2 separate regions of the Zea mays genome follow, and region 2 is linked to region 1. The links are chromatin contacts, called in public Hi-C maps. All regions are on one chromosome and are shown on one strand. The core of a region is the stretch at or near the end of the contact, and the rest is flanking DNA. Distances in the headings are between cores, read along the strand shown. Region 1 has its middle 15 kb from the start of LOC100283202. Region 2 holds the start of LOC109940196.

Region 1 (3,707 bases), core at 224-2,723:
CATATATTGTGCCTATTTTGGATGTGATAAAAAATCTCGCCATAATATGCATCTTCTGTCTAGGTGGTGGTTCATCCATGGCGGAGACAGAGACACCAAGCTTCCTCCTGCTCTGCTAGCGTTACGGTGGGGAATTCACATGAACATCATGCCAAGATAATCTGGATTCTAGGAACTGGGGCACTGAGCTCATGGTTGAGAGTGTGGATGCACATCACATAAACCACCCAAAGTCCGAGTAGTATAGTGGACTCAAAATTGGGTGCCTACATATATTATTTCTAGTTAAAAGATACACGGGATCGGTGGCTTCTGAGCGATTCAGGCGCGCTTGGCTTCTTGCACGCCGACGCGTGTGGTCTGCTCTGGCCTGTGGGCCCGTATGAATACCGCTCGCTGTGTGTGGGACCCGCACAGCAGAGTGACGCCATCAGACTAGCACGCACTCGGCTCCGTCCGCTCGTCCACGACGCGCTTCTCTCGCGTCTGTGGCGCGCTTCCCGAGCTCCGCGTTGCGGCCTCCCGTGCGCTGCGGTCAGCGTGGCCATCGTCCATGGAGCCATGGAGGGGATGGCTCCGTCCGCTCGTCACCACCGCGACCCACGGCTCGGCGCGGTTCTCCAGGCGCAACAGGTTCTCCATCCCGGTGCGGGTGAGGGACACCGCGATGGGGCTCTCAAAGATGTCCGGGTGGCCGCCGAGCCGTTCCCGTTGGTGGACCTAGGGGCCTCCGCCTGGGCGTCCTTGTCGCTAGCTGGAGAGCTTGATCTTCCTTGCTATGACTCAGGCCGGGCCTAGCGCGTCGGTGGCGGCCGGCGCTTCGCCGTTTGTCTTAGTCAGTGCCCCTCCTCAGTTCTTGCCGTTGTGGTCTGGTGCCCGTGCCCATACCGGCATGTGAGGACTGTTCACCGGATTCCAAAATCCGATAAATCCGCGCTTTGACGTGCCTCTGGCCGTGCTCCGTGTCTGTCGCGTGCTTTCTCAACAGCGTTGGTGCACAGTTTATCCATCCTTCGTCGAGTTTTCTGAACAGCGTCAGCCCACTGTGTTCCTGTCCTTCCACCGCAACGCCCTTGTCGCTACTTTCTCCCAATCCTCTTATATAAAGTCCCTCTGCTGTTGTCTTCCTTTTCCGCCTAACTGGCAGGCGCTCCTTTCTTCTCGTCTTTCTTAATATAAAGCCGGGTGCGCCTTTTTTTTTGGTCCAAGTCCAACCTCCATCAGCGTGCCACTGCCATTAGATTTGTTCCTTTTGAAGATGTTTGAAGCGTCATTTTGTTCAGGATGGAGACTCTGGTAGAAAGTACAACGGGTATATCTGTCTCGAAACTGACCTGACAGGATTGCCGGAACATAATGACTCCCAACGGATTTGTGGCAGAGTCGTAACGTTAACGCACCGGCCCGAGCCCGATCCGATTCGCGTGCCGTGGAAACTGTGAGAAGGGCCGAGCGCCAGACTGGTGGTGGGCCCTGCTGTGTTGCGTGGCTGCGTGAGGCGGACGGCTGGACCGTGCCTCGAAGCACAGTGCCGCCGGACGCCTGACTTTTCTGCGTGCGGTCTCGGCACGCTGACGCGACTGCAAATGCCATTGCCAGCTAGTAGACTAGTACGCCGTATTCTATGGTTTGGAAAAGTTTTTTTTAGGACAATTATTTGTATGCCATCGAGAATTAGACTAATTTCTTGTGCTCTATTATGCCCATATATTATAAACACAAAAATGTCTACTAAATACCATTCAATAGCACATAAGGGATGGACATAAATCCAATGACATCTAGGGATTTTTCCAAGTTTTTTTCTTCCTTCCTACGACTCGTAGACGTGGCCAATGGACCGTGCTGATTTAATCGGGCTAAGACACGACACCAATATATGTCAGATCGTGTCGTGCCCACCCGTTGGTCGAAGTCTGACCGCAGTCACGGTCCGGCTAGTTTAAACTGGTCGTGTCATGATATCTTGTCACGTCGTACCGTGCTACCGTGTCAGTCGGCCTAGGCTCGTCTTATAACATAGTTCAAAAATATTTTATTTTTCTCTATTTTTTATTGATCATTTTTCTCAATTTTGTAGCAGAGTTTGAAAATAGCTCGAAAGTGGGGGTCAAGTCAATTAAAGTTGTATATATGGTGGGGCTAGATTGGGCCGATTAAGGTCAGACCATAGGTGAACCGTGCTGGGCCGTGCTCGACTTGATGGGACATTCGTGCCTCTGACGCCCGATGGGCTTATTATAAACAAGTCTAAGCACGGCCCATGATAGACCCCATTCGGCTCGAACACAGTTACCATCGCGTTGTGTTGTGCTCGTGTGACGTGTCGTGTTAAAATGGTCGTGCATCATGTCGTCCCATATAGCCCGGTCCATCTGGTCACCTATACTCGCAGGTACACACTATTTGGTTGGGGCTTATCGACGTGTATCAATTCACGGCGCAAACTGATCACGTCCCTTCCGGTTTGGTTGCGTCTGACTAGGTAGTGTTTGGTTTTAGAGTACGATGGGATACTGGGATTGAGCTATTTTGCTCCTAACTTGTTGTTTGGATTGGTTCTATGTATGATAGAGTGTGTTTAAAAAAACAAAATTATGCTTAAATGTTAAGCCATCTAGCTTCTAAAAAATCTTCCGGATGAAACCCCTCTATTCCAACTTATTTCGGAACCAAACACTACCTAAAGATATGTTCAGTTGTCCAGAAATAGACCTGGAATTATTTCGGCCTAACGGATCACAGTGTTAACGGATATGGCCCGGTACAATGCCCATACCGTTCGCCTTCCGGCGCTATCAGAAGAAAAAATCTCCACCATAGCTGTCCGAAGACGCTCGCCGTCGCTGTCCTAGTTGCTTCGCCGTCCACCCTGTCGCGGGGAGTATTTGTTCTGCATGACGACGTCCTCGTCGATCCAGATTGCAAAACGTGTGCGCACCGCCGTTCCCTGACGGCTCGTCGTCACGGTTTCATTGAGCCTCTTTCTCATGCTCATCTTCTGAGCGACCTGACTAGTGACTACCTGAGTTCATGAGCGCTAGTTTATAGCCCTGGAACTAGCACGATGTCTTGGTCATTCTGCTCAGGATCGCAGCATCGGCTTCGTGTTTCATTACTATGCATTGTTCGTTTACATTAATTCAGCTCTTATTAATTCAGATGGATTAAATCCATGCTCTTAAATCCTGCGGCTACAGTACAGTACCACCTCCATGCCAGCAACGAAGAGGTTAGAAGTTAAGATCAAAAAAATATGCATGCTCTAAATCAATTTAGGCACCACAGCTACCATTTTAGACAATAACAATTGACAAGATAATATCAATATACTAGGAATCAGATTTTCTTTGATTATTTTAGTTTCTCACTGTCAGGAATCGAACAGGAAGCTGATTTTTCTAAGTTATTTTTAAATAGTGTTTGGTTCGTGAGTATGGTGGGACGGAGTAGTTTCCATATAGGATAGAGTAGTTTGATTTGGTTCATTATGCCCTATGCCTACACCCGTGTAGAGCTCAAGAACAAAGGCACATTCTAAGTTCTTGTTTCTGCTTCTCACTTCCATGAATGACATACGAATCTCGTAGTTTTCTCATGGTTTGAGGCACATGTTTAGCCGCACTTGCAGTTCATCAATTGTCCAGTTTGTACTTAACGGGCATCCAGCAAGTTCCCGTACCAAGGCAGGCATCATGGATAGGATT
Region 2 (3,629 bases), core at 1,048-3,547, 190 kb before region 1:
TAACTTGTTTTTTGCACAGGGTGACGGTACAGTGGAGACGGAGCCGGAACGAACCGCCGCCCAGCCGAAACACGGTGGCGATGTCGCTCAGAGTCAGAGATATTCTCCGGCGAGGGAACAGTGCAGCAGTCCGAAACCAGTGGAGGTTCAGAAGGGGATCTCATCGACCTCCAAATCCAATGAGCCGCCTTGTGTGAGTGCGGCGGCAGATTCACCAGCTGAGACGGCCTCAAGGTGGGCCTCAATGAAGACGGGTTTCCAGAACCTCAGAGCGACCATGGGCGGCTCCAGGAAGTTCCTCCTATTGGGCCTGTCTCCTAGGGCCGGGACGAACGAATCCGCTACGGAATCACTCGACGAGATCTTCCGGAAACTTAAGCGGCATTCGAGCAACGCGGATGCGAATCGACTAGACGACGACGACGGATTACCTTTTTGACCAACGGTAGGGGCAGGGGCAGCAACACAGACGAGCGCAACACTGTTGAGACCGGCAAGGTCTCGTCCTTTCGCTTGGCGTATCTCTCACGACTCAAGTCTCAAGGTAGCAAACAAGAAAGCTAAAGGCTGGGAAGGAGTAGAGGGTACACTGGATGGCAGGGACTAGACCAAGGTACAGAACATAAAGTTTTCTGTATGTTCGAGGGTAGGCTAGACGTGCCACAAATAGGACAAAACCCTAAAAATGTACAGTACGTGCAAGCCCTAGTATCATCGGTGGGCTGCCAGATGTGTTTGTGGTCATCTGTCACGCTATTATCTGATTGCTTACTTCTGAACAGATAACTCCCAAAAAAAAAACCATCCGCAACGGAGAATGCATAATAATAATAACCCCTCTAAAGAAAAGATTGATGCATAATGAAGGACTGCCAAAGCAGTGTCTTAGTTGTACGCCACTCCTTTATCCGAGAATATTGGTTACACCTGCCATGGAAGACCAAGTGCCTAGAAAAGCAAAAGTTGTGCAGCTGCTGATGCAGCAATCATGTTGTCACTTGCGATTGGAAGATGTTCGTCGCTACTTGCCAAAACAGGCAAACGACTCGCTGCCAGTAGTTAATAACGGACCTGGCATGATCGCTGGTGGTGGTGGAGGCGGCGGCTGTGGTGGTAGAAGGATGTGTGTTGCATATGCATATGCTCTGACAATCCCTGGCTATGTTCGGCGCCCAAATTCGGCCTGGCCCAAGTGGCCAAGTCCGCTCTGGTGCCGACCGTTTAACGGGCATGTTCGTGCAGCTCTTTGCGCCCAAGCATTGTAATTCGAAGGAGCGAACAGCCAAGTGCGGGTGCCAAGCTTTCACGGCAGGAGTCCGAGTCACAGACTCGCAGTCGCAGGGCATTGTGAAAAGAAGCCGAAAGATTGCTACTAGTAAGTACTCCGTAGTAACTAACAGCGTGAACACCGGAACAGAACAGAACCGAGCACCACGACGCGCTCGCCCACCGCATGGTCGCCCCCTCCGGCCTGATCGAGCATCACACCACCGGCGCCCGCCTGTGCGGCGCGGCGGCGTTCTGCCTCTCCGCGGCCACCGCGCACCCGTCTTTCTTGTGCCAGCCACCGTGGTGGAGCTGCTGCTGAAGCCTCGCCCAGAAGCTGCCCCTCTTGGCCTTCCTCTCCTCCTGCTCCGCTCGGCGGCCCGCGGGCAGCGCCGCCGCCGCCGACGCCGCCTCCCTCCCCTCCTGCCGCAGCAGCAGCGCGAGGCTTCCGCGGCGGGGCCGCGGCGCCTGGGCCGACGACCGCGCTACGGCGTCCTCCCACGACGAGCACGGGGACGATGACGATGACGAGGACGACGCGGACGCGGCGGCGGCGGCCGAGAGGCGCGACAGGCGGTCTCGTAGGCAGAAAGGGCACACCCCGGCCGCGTGCCGGTGCTTCGGGTGCCTCCTGCACCGCGCGGGGTCCGCCTCCTTCGACTTGCCGGCGCCGGCCGCCATGGTTGGCGATCGGACACGCGTGCACGAGCAAGGTCCAAGGAATGGCGCGGGGTGGGGGGACGTGGGGTTGCGGCGCGTGCGGGAGCTGGTGCGGCGTGTTCGTGCGGGTGCGTGGTCCTATATACTGTATGGCGCGGGACCTGGAGAAGTTGCGCGGACGCAGAAACAGTGGACAGTGAGCTGGCCAGTTGGGCTGGGCGTCGGGGAAACGTAGCAGTTGTGGGGCGTGGGGTGGTGGAGACTGGAGTGCGTGCGTCCATGTCCATGTCGCGGTTGGAGCCTTCTTGTTCTTGGGACTGTGGCTCGGCTGGATGCTGGATGGGTCCGTCTGGTCGGCCGGCGGGCGGCGGAAAGCGCACGCGCACACAACCCCACGTCCTAGCACGGCCTACACGCCTAAAGTCAGATCAGATGTTGCCGTGGTTGAACTGCACCATCGAAAAAAATCAGGTAATAATACACTGATGATTGATTGGTTCATAAGCAGACACTGACACGTATGCGTACTTACATAGCTTCCGTGCTCCTTGACACACCAGATTCACAATAGCAGAAGGTATATATACATTTTTAAGATCGTTAGAGTTGAGCCATCACAGTGCATCGTTGTAAGAATAATTCGCTATAAAGGTGACAGTTAAGTAGCGTAGATTGTAAACGAACGATCGATGGCAAAAGATTGTCAAGTGTCAACACAATATTTATTGTGGAGCGAAGAAAAAAAAACACAAGCTTACGACCAGCGATAGGCGCCCACGCCCGGCCCGCACCGTACGTGCACGCCACGCCGGACGCCGCCGAGTGTGGCTTCGCGGCCCGCAGATCACCACCACCCCGGCCGGCGGCAGACAAAGCGCCGGCCGCCGCGCGTACGGTGTCCCCTTCATCCGCGACGCGAATGGCGACTACCCAGGCGCACACAAGGGCGGAAGGAAGGGCCTACTGCTAGCTCCGACTATAGTACAATACACGTGGGCGCGCGTCTCCTGATCTCCTCCTTCATCAGTTGAATGATTCCCGTCGGTACGACGCGGCACGTACTGACGTCTCACGGTACGTACGCGCGCCTGCTTTTCTACACGGCGGCCGGCGTTGACAGCTGAACAGCGCGGGGCCCCCAACCTTGCTCGGCCCGCCTGTTTGGAATTGGAACCGGCAAGCCTGGCGCGGGGCTGCTTTATCGCTTTCGTGTCCGGTGCGCGGGGCTCGGCCTACGCTGGAGCTTGGGCGCTTTTGCTCTCGGCCGCGGGCCGCGAACGAGACCCATAGGCGATAGCGTTGGCCTGGCAGGCATGCATGGGGGCAGGTGCTTCAAAAGGCGGGCAAGGGCACAAGGCACGCACACAGCTGAGCTGAGCTGACTAGGCTGGTCGAGCTGTGCAGTGCCGTGCCGCGCAAAGAGCGTACAATGCACGCAGGTAAGCGCTGGCGCGCAGCGGCACACGCATTTGCACGACGGATTCGAGCACGAGCCGTTGTTGTCTGCGCGCGTCTGTGTCTATAGCTTCCTTCCTATCAACTTTATTGATTGTGACTTAGACCCTGTTTGATTAGATAGGACTCGCTGTTATTCATATCTTAAAGTAGTGATATTTTAAATGCTAAACGATAGAGAGTCGGTCCTCTGCTTTTTGATCATTATTATCCAGACTAAACGGCAATGTAAATGTGATCAGTAGATG

What was found. Hi-C and Micro-C count contacts between places; a contact is called where the count stands out from the background.
Region 2: a contact with region 1 is called in a Hi-C map of leaf, with 5 times the contacts expected there. The contact joins the promoter of LOC109940196 here to the enhancer-like site in region 1. A contact is called at or near these places in 2 of 25 Hi-C or Micro-C datasets (both in leaf).

What each region holds. Positions count from the first base shown.
Region 1 is chr6:122,190,462-122,194,168 of Zm-B73-REFERENCE-NAM-5.0, reverse strand. No RefSeq gene overlaps it. Among protein-coding and RNA genes, the nearest start is that of LOC100283202, 15 kb to the left of the region's middle. Within about 2 kb of position 1,473, at least 16 of the 20 cell types and tissues checked have an H3K27ac peak or open chromatin away from gene starts, as enhancers often do. A contact at or near this core is called in leaf, where this site is marked.
Region 2 is chr6:122,376,767-122,380,395 of Zm-B73-REFERENCE-NAM-5.0, reverse strand. It overlaps LOC109940196, which reads right to left and starts at 2,297. Exons shown (of 1, transcript XM_020539454.3): 1 at 1,273-2,297. The coding sequence starts at 1,947. The coding sequence ends at 1,483. It overlaps LOC109940195 (LMBR1 domain-containing protein 2 homolog), which reads left to right. Exons shown (of 14, transcript XM_020539451.3): 14 at 20-781. The coding sequence ends at 439. It overlaps LOC118472240 (a long non-coding RNA gene), which reads right to left and starts at 541. Exons shown (of 3, transcript XR_004850282.1): 1 at 1-541.